Regions from separate parts of the Macaca mulatta genome. Here region 2 is linked to region 1. Evidence: chromatin contacts called from public Micro-C data. All regions are on one chromosome and are shown on one strand. Each heading gives the region's core, a stretch centred on a gene start, on an enhancer-like site or on the middle of the called end of the contact. The rest is flanking DNA. Distances are from core to core; before and after follow the strand shown. Region 1 holds the start of MTHFS (methenyltetrahydrofolate synthetase). Region 2 holds the start of BCL2A1 (BCL2 related protein A1).

The links. Hi-C and Micro-C count contacts between places; a contact is called where the count stands out from the background.
Region 2: a contact with region 1 is called in a Micro-C map of CD4 T cells, with 3 times the contacts expected there. The contact joins the promoter of BCL2A1 here to the promoter of MTHFS in region 1. A contact is called at or near these places in 5 of 14 Hi-C or Micro-C datasets (CD4 T cells, blood, fetal cortex germinal zone and 2 more).

The regions. Positions count from the first base shown.
Region 1 is chr7:58,111,297-58,117,003 of T2T-MMU8v2.0, reverse strand. It overlaps MTHFS (methenyltetrahydrofolate synthetase), which reads left to right and starts at 2,645. Exons shown (of 3, transcript NM_001266078.1): 1 at 2,645-2,805. The coding sequence starts at 2,689. LOC144330034 (a long non-coding RNA gene) reads right to left here. Exons shown (of 2, transcript XR_013395854.1): 2 at 2,663-5,250.
Region 2 is chr7:58,170,966-58,176,284 of T2T-MMU8v2.0, reverse strand. BCL2A1 (BCL2 related protein A1) reads left to right here and starts at 2,196. Exons shown (of 2, transcript NM_001261278.1): 1 at 2,196-2,762. The coding sequence starts at 2,343.

The DNA of each region.
Region 1 (5,707 bases), core at 1,396-3,895:
AGTAGATTATAAAAGAAACCATCAACCTTTTCATAGCTTCAAAGGTATTGGTTTAATTTGGATTTACTGTGAGTTCTCATGAGTTTCAATACAATGCAGTTTACTGTATAATAGAATTCATATTACAAATATAAGTGCATTGAAATCAATGGACAATTAAACAAGAACGAGAACAACAAAATACTTTTTATCCTCTAGAGCTGTGCTTGCTGTCCACTATGGTAGTGAAATGTGGCTAGTCTGAATTAAAATGTGCTGTAAGTACTAAATACTCATGAGATTTTGAAGGTTTGTTATAAAAAAAAAGAATATCTCATTAGTGATTTGACATTGATTACATATTGAAATCATCACTAAATATATCTTAAAAATTAATTTTTCCGATTTTTATACTTTTTAAAATGTGGCTACCAAAAATTAAAATTACAGATGTAGGTCACACTGTGTTTCTGTTACACAATGCTTCCTTTAGAGGGACAGAAGGGGTAGAAGATTAACTATTTGCATTATTTAAATGAAAATATTTTTGCTTTTTATTCCAGCATAATCTCCAGTGATTTTTTAAAATGTTAAATTTATTCTCTCAGGAAAATGGCTTTGTAAAGAAGCTTGAGCCTAAATCTGGCTGGATGACTTTTCTAGAAGTTACAGGAAAGATCTGTGAAACGCTATCTCTTCTGAAGCAATACTGTTGACCAGAAAGGACACTCCATATTGTGAAACCGGCCTAATTTTTCTGACTCTTAAGAAAACGATTGCCAACACATACTTCTACTTTTAAATAAACAGCTTTGATGATGTAACTTGACCTTCTAGAGTTACAGAAATTTTATCCCTATTTAATAAATAAATTGTATGTAATTTTCTCTATATGCCATTTTTGTCTTCATTTTTGGAGTCTGCCTGGAAATTCAGCCAAAGGGTAAAGCTCAACACAGGAGCCAGGCAATTAATTATGGGATGATGATTAGGAAGGGGGTATCTTTTCTGCAGACTTTTAAGGTGTGCCCATTACCCAAAAGTCCTCCGTGTCACTAGGCTAGACTGCAGACTAGACTGAGAAGCAGACTCAGGCTAGAAGCAGACTCAGGTCGCCTTCCCTCTTCCCTCCTTCCTTCCTTCTTTCCCATGCTGTCTGCAGTTTCCAGTGCCCCTGGCTGCTTAGAGTTTCCACTGATGCCTCCTTCCCAGCCTTCTCTCTCTGGCTTGCCATTTGGGGTTGATGGATATGGCAACCTGGTATGCAGGATACTCTGCGATATTCTGAACAAAGAAAATTAGGTAAGTGATTCAACGTGGAGCTAATGCTAATTTTTTTTTTTTTTTTTTGGTAAAAATGAACAGATTAGAAAATTACGTAGTTTGTTAGACCTCATGTTCTAATTTTTAGGTCAGCAAATCTGATTGCAATATGTATACGCTATATCTGCCTGGCCTTCCCTTCTTCTTACAACACAATCCCCCTGGGACTTGCATTACCTTTCCCCGGAAGCTGTTGATAGATTCCATAAAGAAGCCAGATTTCCCCTCTCAAGCCATGTGCATTCTCGCCGGGCACTTTTATGCTTTACTTAGGAGGTGTGATTCTTAACGGTGGGGATTAGGACACTGGGGCTGTCAGTAGGGAAGTAGTTTTGGAAGAGGCAGCTCTGGTTTTAGGAAGTCACATCTGAGAGGCAATCTGAGGCGCCTGTCTACTGGGAGCAGTTCAAGACTTCACAGTTTCTTTTACCTCTTCCTGCGAGTGCCTCACCCACCCCCTAAACTGCTTTCAGTTTTAATTCATTTTTGTGTTTTAATCAGAGCTGAGTGGTGGGAATGAACAGTCACTGATGGTTATAACAGGAAGTACCTACATGGGCACTATGACCTGGAATACATTCACACTAGAATCCACAAAATTTGGCTTTTACACTACAGTTACTGCTTTAACAATATTCCCGACTATGTATCATCTATACATTCATCACATAAGGACATTTCCATCAACCACTGTGGTCTCTTAAGATTATAATGGAACTGAAAAATTCCTAATACCTACTGATGTGGTAGCCAACCAACACATTACCTTTTCTGTGTTTAGATGCACAAGTATCATGGTGCTACAATTGCCTACAGTATTTGGTACAAAATACGCTGTACAGGTGTGTAGCATAGGTGTGTAGTAACTTTGTAACTACACTCTTTATGTTTGCACCAGAAGGAAATCGGGGCATCTGTCAGACATATCCCTGGAGTTAAGCGACTCGTGACGATTTCGCTACTTGTCCTGCCTTGCCCTTCTGGCCCCTGAAGTCCCAGTACTCAACAGTACACGAGATGCCAGGCACCGTGGGTACTGCCGGCCGTCTTTACCATCCCCGCCAGTGGCGCTGCCGCCTCCGCGGTTCGGGTGAGGGCTCGGGCTCAGGGAGGTCAGGCGGCAGGGCAGCGACGGCGCCTCGCCAGAGCTCCCGGTAGCCAGGGAGGGCGGGCCGGACCATCGGCGGCCGCACGAGGGCTGGCTCCCAATGGCCGGAGGCCAGGCAAGCGCGCGGCACGCCAAGGGCCCGCGTCCCGGAAGCGGGGTGGGGGCGCTTCCCCGAGTCCCGACCCGCCCCTAGGCCGCGGATCCACCTGGGAGCGGCCAGGGGCGGAGACCAAACCCCAGGGCGCCGAGGGTGGGATTGGACTGGGCTTGGGCGTGAGATGGCGGCGGCAGCGGTGAGCAGCGCCAAGCGGAGCCTGCGAGGAGAGCTGAAGCAGCGTCTGCGGGCGATGAGCGCCGAGGAGAGGCTACGTCAGTCCCGCGTACTGACCCAGAAGGTGCGAGGCCGCCTGTAGCGGAAGCCGCGGCGGACAGACTCTCTGAACGCCTGGCTGCCAGCGATTGCTAATCCGTGCCTGGTCAGTGCAGGCGCAGGGCTAGGCCCTCCCGGCACGCGCACGTTTCCCCTCCAGGCGCGCGCACGTTTCCCCTCCCGGCGTCCGCACGCCCGTTCCTGGCGCGCGCCCGTCCCCTGGTCGTAGTCTGGCTGTTCTTCGCACTGTGGCGGAGAGGGGGCCCGGTAGTGAAAGTTGTGGGGCTAAAGAGCGAGAGGACGGCAGGGGTTGACAGATTTATCTCTGGGAGGGGAGTTCGTTTGCATGGGTGGCACCTTTGGTGCTCGAAAACTCCTCCGCGGGGATGACGGTACTGTGGTGAGAGCAGGGTGAGAACAGAAAGTTGTGGTAGAGGAGATGGGTGAACTCTTGAGTGCCCAGGTTCCCTCAGTGAGTCCTAAAGTTAATGAGCTACGAGTCAGACTCCAGTTACTTTAGTAAAATGGCCAGAGAAAGATGCAGGTGCTTCAGACAAGGGAACACCAAAAAAAGTGTGGAGATGCCAAAGGTCAGAACTCAGATGTTGACTGCACTTCACTAAGTATATGGAGGGCTAAGGCTGTGTCTCAGTAGCTCCAGGGCCTAGGCCTTTCCTGTCTCAGAGTTGGTCAACATTAAATGCTTTTTGTTGAGTGAATGAAAGGAAGACGTAGCTGTCATACCCAGGCTTCCCCAGAACATAGGAAACAGAAGAGAGAAATGAGAGGAGTAAATGAGAGTCCCTGTTTGTTGGTTAGCAGACCTCTGTTTTATTATTTTCACCGACTGCACTGCTATGTATTTTTAGTCTGTCTATGTAATATCAGTTTTCTTATCAATAAAATGGGAGTCATATCCTGTCTTGAAGGCATGTTCTAAAGAGTTTTTGGGGACTCATTTTTGTTAGACACCAGAGGAAGAAAAATTTAATGTCCCCTGAATAAGTACGTATGTGTAATTCTGTTGTAAGTCAAACTGATGATCTGTCTTCCCAGCATCATGCCTCAGAGACACCAGTGGATATTTGGAGACTTGATGTTCCTTGGAATTAGTTATACCATCAGGCTTTCGTAATTACCCCTCACTATTCTATTATCCGTTATTTGCTCAAATTCAAGGTGCCAATGGGTTAAAGCAGTAAATCAGATATACTTATTTCACCCCTCTCTTCATCTATGTAGGTGTGCATGAGGGAATCTGTACAGATGTTAATTCGGTCGTTCAAACAATTATTTTAGCTATTATGAGGAAGCATTGCTGGGTGTTTTAGTATATGTAAAGGATATACACTCTTGTCTATATCTAGTTGTTTAAAATTTAGCTAATTCATTCACATATGTTGAACACCTAAGTAGTGCACACTTGGCTATGTACTGGGTTGTGGACATGAAAAAGATGATTGTTACTCTAAAGGAGCAGATAGCCTCAAAGAGGAAACAGACATGAATAAAGAATTGCATTGAAGCCAGATCTATGATAAAGGTAAACACCAATATTGTGGAAATGTAGCCTTGGGGAGGGGGAATTGGAAAGCTTTCTATTGCAAAATGTTGAGGTGAATTTTGGAGAACAAGATGAATTTTTTCGGGTGAAGGGAAAGATGGGATAGGGGAGTGTGAGTAGGGATATTTAGGCAAGAGATGACAGGATACAGTTTAGCATGGGCGTTGGAACTACACAGATCTGGGTTTAATCTGGCGCCACTGTCTTTTAACTGTATATCCTTGGACAGGTCTCATAATCTCTCAGAACCCTTGGTTCCTTGTCTATAAAATGGATAATATCACTCTTGTAGGTCGATTGTGAGAGTTAAAGAAGTGTGTAAAGGGATGTATTCAGTGCTTTACCTATTTTTTGATATGTCCTTTAGGAAGGGTATACTGGCAGCATTTGGGTAATGGGTTGAGGAATGAAGAAAGAAAAAAAAAAATGGAGACCAGTAAGGGGCTGTTGTGCCAATTCAAGTGAAAGATGAAAAAGATGCAAACCAGAGCATGGGCAGTGAAGATAGGGGGAAAGGAGGCAAATGGGAGACTGTTAAGTGAGAAACAGCAGTACTTGGCAACTGATTGGAAGAGGTTAGAGAATACTGGAAGGGGAGGAGAGTCACCTATGATTCCAAAATTTAGAGCTGGGTATAATGGTGTTTAACCTTGGGCATAAAGAATGTAGGAAGTGGAACAAATTTTGGAGGAGCATGGGGGAAATAAAGATGAATTCAGTTTCTAATCTTCTATGTTGTCTTTGTCCATAGAAGATTAGAATTCATAAACTATAGATGGGAATAGTGGCTACATAGATACAGAGTCACTAACAGCAATAGAATGACAACTGAGAGCTGGCATTAAAGGAGGAGAGAGAAAAATTAAAAAGCAGACCCATGACCCTCAGTGATAAATACATTTTACTCTGTACAAACAAATATACACATACAAGGAACATGTTACAGCTCTTACCACATACAATGAAATGTAATATTTTCTTTTTTTTTCAAGACAGAGTCTTGCTCTGTCACCCAGGCTGGAGTGCGGTGGCATGATCTCAGCTCACTGCAACCTCCGCCACCCACGTTCAAGCGATTCTCCTGCCTCAGCCTCCCAAGTAGCTGGGATTACAGGCAGGTGCCACCATGCCCAGCTAATTTTTCCATTTTTAGTAGAGACGGGGTTTCACCATGTTGGCCAGGGTGGTCTCGAACTCGACCTCATGATCTTCCCGCTTCTGGCTCTCAAAGTGCTGGGATTACAGGCGTGAGCCCCTGTGCCTGACTCGAACTTTAATATTTGCTATTCTATTTCATTTAAAAATTATAGCCTGCTATTGATTTCATGACTAACCAATGGATCATCTCTGGAAACATCAGTGT
Region 2 (5,319 bases), core at 947-3,446, 60 kb before region 1:
GCCAAATTCCTCATTAGTCCACAAAAGAACAATGGGGAACTAGCTTTGATTACGCACCTACGTTTTACCAGGCATGGTGATAGAGGCTTTACACAGGTCATCCCTTTGAACTTCACCTCAGCCCTCTGAGGTCAACATGTATTGCCTCATTTTACAAATTAAGCACAGACCCAGGGTACACACTTAGGAAAGAGAGATTTGACTGGGACTGAGTCCAGGCCCTCTGACTGTAAGTCCAGTGCTCTTTCTGGTCCCGAAATTTCTAATCCACACATTGGATAGTTTACCTGAGTTAAAAATGTGAATTAAGTCAGGCTTAAAGCAGAATTTTGTTTTCTATCAGAAATCCTAGAGCAGGCGGAAGGTGAAGACCAAAGAAGATATTTTCTTTTTCTTTTTTTTTTCTTTTTTTTTTTTTTTTTGGAGATGGAGTCTCGCTCTGTCGCCCAGGCTGGAGTGCAGTGGTGCAATTTCGGCTCACTGCAAGCTCTGCCTCCTGGGTTCAAACGATTCTCCTGCCTCAGCCTCCCAAGTGGGGAGTACAGGCGCCTGCCACCATGCCCATCTAATTTTTTGTATTTTTAGTAGAGACGGGGTTTCACCGTGTTAGTCAGGATGGTCTCGATTTCCTGACCTCATGATTCGCCTGCCTCGGCCTCCCAGTGCTGGGATTACAGGCGTGAGCCACGGTGGCTGGCCCAAAGAGGGTATTTTCTTTTTTTTTTTTTTTCTGAGACGGAGTCTCGCTCTGTCGCCCAGGCTGGAGTGCAGTGGCCGGATCTCAGCTCACTGCAAGCTCCGCCTCCGGGGTTTACGCCCTTCTCCTGCCTTAGCCTCCCAAGTACCTGGGACTACAGGCGCCCGCCACCACAGCTGGCTAGTTTTTTTTGTATTTTTTAGTAGAGACGGGGTTTCACTGGGTTAGCCAGGATGGTCTCGATCTCCTGAAAAGAGGGCATTTTCTTCTTCCCTCTCTGTATCATCCTTACTCAATTACAGATGATCAAGGGCAGTACTGCCAGAGTCACCTCGAGAGGCCCTGTTCTCTGCCACCCAGACTGTTCTGTAGTCTCCATTCCAAATTGTCTTTACTCCGGTTTACCTCGTGGATGGCATTTAAGACTTTTCTTAAATTTGAAATTCACAAAACCGTTTTAAAGTAAACAATTCAGTGGCATTTAGTACCTTCGCAGTGTTGTGCAACTTCCACCTCTATCTAGTTGCAAAACATTTTCTTTTCTTTTTTTTTGGAGACAGAGTCTCGCTTTGTTGCCCAGACTGGAGTGCCGTGGCGTGATCTTGGCTCACTGCAACCTTTGTCTCCCGGGTTCAAGCAATTCTCCTTCCTCAGCCTCCCGAGTAGTTGGGACTACAGGCACATGCTGCCCGCCGGCTACATTTTTGTATTTTGATAGAGACGGGTATTCACCATGTTGCCCAGGCTGGTCTCAAACTCCTGAGCTCAGGCAATCCACCTGCCCTGTCCTCCCAAAGTGCTAGGATTACAGGCGTGAGCCAACGGCCCGGCCTTGCAAAACATTTTCATCACACAAAAGAAAACCTTCTACCCATTAAGCAGTTACTCCTCCCTCTCCTCAGTCCCTGGCAACCATCAATTTGCTTTCTATTCCTATGGATTTAACTATTCTGGATATTTCATAGAAATAGAATCACATAATGTATGACCTTTTCTGTTTGGCTTCTTTCTATTAGCCTAATGTTTTTGAGGTTCATTCCTGGTGAAGCATGTATGTATCAGTTCTTCATTCCTTTTTTTGAATGAATAATGTTCCATAATTTATTTATCCATTCATCTCTTGATGAATATTTGAGTTGTGCCCAGCTCTTGGCTATTGTGAATAGTGCTGCCATGTACATTCGTATGTAAGTATTTGAGGATCTGTTGGTTGTGTACCTATGAATGGAACTGCTGGGTCTTGTGATAATTCTGTATTTAACTTTTTGAGAAACTGCCAGCCTTTTCACAGGGGTTGCGCCCTTTCGCATTCCCACCAGCAATCTACAAGGATTCTAATTTCTCCACATCCTGCATTTAAGACTTGTAAAGCTGAATTAATCACAGGATGAGGAAGTGGCCTCTCTGAAACATTTTCCTCTTTCACATTTTAAACTTTCTCTTTCATACACGACATGAAACACAGCCTACGCACGAAAGTGACTAGGAGGAAGGCCATTATAAAGTGATGCAAACAGAAATTCCACCAACCTCCACGTATCATCATGTGTCATAACTCAGCCAAGCTCAGGGAGCATTCTCGTCACATTGCCTCAACAGCTTCAAGGTGAGCCAGCTCAAGACTTTGCTCTCCACCAGGCAGAAGATGACAGACTGTGAATTTGGATATATTTACAGGCTAGCTCAGGACTATTTGCAGTACGTTCTGCAGATACCACAACCTGGATCGGGTCCAAGCAAAACGTCCAGAGTGCTACAAAAGGTTGCATTCTCAGTCCAAAAAGAAGTGGAAAAGAATCTGAAGCCATGCTTGGACAATGTTAATGTTGCATCCATAGACACTGCCAGAACACTATTCAATCAAGTGATGGAAAAGGAGTTTGAAGATGGCATCATTAACTGGGGAAGAATTGTAACCATATTTGCATTTGAAGGTATTCTCATCAAGAAACTTCTACGACAGCGAATTGCCCCGGATGTGGATACTTATAAGGAGATTTCGTATTTTGTTGCTGAGTTCATAATGAATAACACAGGAGAATGGATAAGGCAAAACGGAGGCTGGGTATGTGTGATGGAAAAATTCTTCATTGTTCTTTACTGTGAAATAGAAATTGAGAATTTCCTTGCTAATTAAAACAACAAAACACTTACCTAAGAATACTAGTTTCCTTGGGTGGTTTGTTTTAATTTTTAAAATAATATACTTTCTGGCTTATTTCCGATGAATCCTTGAACTTGAACTTTATAGTTGGAAAGTACTTGTGTTTCCAGTTTTTATTCCTAACAGTATAAATTACAGTAGTGAAGTTTGGGGACTAACAAAGCACCTCTCTCATTCAGCTTCACAGTCAGCTGTGTACACACTCTAATCTAGTACTTAGCTTTTGCTAGGGTTGTCATGACAGTACAGACAGTACAGAAATTTCCACAATCAGTACAGAAAGAGTTGCTATTAGATGCTGTTATTTTTAGGTATTTATAAGGTTGCAAAAGACAGGTGTAAATTTTTGTAAGTTCATTGCTTACAAATTGGTGTTTTTCAGTTTACTAATACATAGCAAATTGTAACATATACTAATGTATAGCAAATTATATATAATGTATAACAAATTATTACTAACAATAAATTCTGGGCTGTTAAAGTTTGTTGATTAAAACATAATGTACAGTATCACCAGCAAGAAACTTTATTCAAGAATTTTCAACTAAAAATTCACTTTATTATCCAGTGCCTCAAAAAGCCAAGACTGTGTAGGGGCCTGTGTTGAAACTCATGTTGGTAAAAAGCCTGACACAGCTGGATGTATATGCTTTCCTTTATATCCCAATATACTTAATGATTATTTTTTTAAAGCACGTAAGTGTTCATGAATCCTCTCTCCAACGCCTAATTCCTGGCCTTCACCTCTCCCAAGAGGTAACCACTGTTATCAATTATTTTGCATGCAAAACATGCCTACTGTATATATCCATAGAAAATAAACAATACTTCTTTGTAAAAAATTTTTTGTAAAAAAAGTTATGTAAAATGTGTATGTATGCTTATGTATATGTTTTACATAACGTATCTGTTATACCATATAACACATACTTTTTTACATATACACATAATTTTTTATATATACAATAAATTTTGTGTACATATTTTTACATGTGTATATGTAAAAATAGTACATGGTACTAATTCTGCCACTTATTATTTTATCCAGAGTTATTTAAAATAGTATTAAGAATGCTGTGTATATTCTGTTGTATGTAAATGCTGTAGAGTGGCCATTTGTAGCTGATAGCTCTTTAGGTTATTTTGAGTTTGCTATCACACACAATGCTTCATTGAATATCATTTTACATATATCTTCCCTTGTGCGTGTGTGTAGTTTTCCAGGGTGGATGTTGGGTTGTAGATGCTGGGTCATGGTGGCGTACATTTTTTAATTTACTAGGTCCTTGCCTTCCAAAGTGGCTCCACCAAGTTCCACTCCCATCAGCAGCTTGTTAGAGTATCCCGCAGTCCCCCTACCCCAGCTGACTAACATTAGGTTGTTGCAATTCGTCATAATTTCCTTAATTTTTTGGGCTAAAAATATAGAGTTTATCTTGTTTCAATTCTCATTTTCTTGATTACTAGTAAGGCTAAATTTTTTTTACATTTTGAGCATCTTTTCATATATTAATTGATTATTTGTAAATGCAGGCAATTGTCGGTTTACACCCTTTGCCCATTTTCCTTTTATTTTGTCTTTTTCTTATTGATTTGTAGGAATTCTTTGAATATTCTGGATACAAATTATTATTATTATTATTTAAATTTTTTGAGACAGAGTTTTCGTTCTTGTTGCCCAGGCTGGAGTGCAATGGTGTGATCTCAACTCACTGCAACCTCTGCCTTCTGGTTTCAAGCAATTCTTCTGCCTCAGCCTCCCAAGTAGCTGGGATTACAGGTGTGTGCCACCACACCCAGCTAATTTTGTATTTTTAGTAGAGATGGGGTTTCACCATGTTGGTCAGGCTGGTCTTGAACTCCTGACCTCAGGTGATCCTCCCACTTTGGCCTCCCAAAGTCGTGGGATTACAGGTGTGAGCCACGCACCCAGCCAAATTATTTTTATATATGTGGCAGATATATTTTAGTTTGCTGATTATCCTTTAAAGCTAACAACGTCTTTGGTCATTATAAACGTTTAAAAGTTTGTTGCGATCAAATTTATTGATCTTTTACTTGATGCCTTTTTCATTTTGTTTAAGGCCTTCCTGCATGATAGAGCTTACTGCAGCTACTCCCCTTTCTCAGTCACCTTCTTTCTGGAACTTAGTTCTTTCTAACTCAGCCTGACTGAGGCTGGGCGAAGCATGTGAAATGTTTTATCATGTTTTCTTCTGGCTGTGGGAGGAGGCTATACTTGAGGACTGGTGGAAATTTCAGCAGCACTCTGTAGATTTCAGGCGAAGGCAAACATTCTCTAGCACAGAGGACCACAGGTAAGCCTGCAGAGAAATACTCTACTGGTTTGCAGGCTCTATGTGGGTTTGGATTGTATTTCTAATGCTTAACATAGTACTTGGAACACACAGACAGTGAATAAATGTTACTTAAAAATTTAACTTCTCCACAATAAATT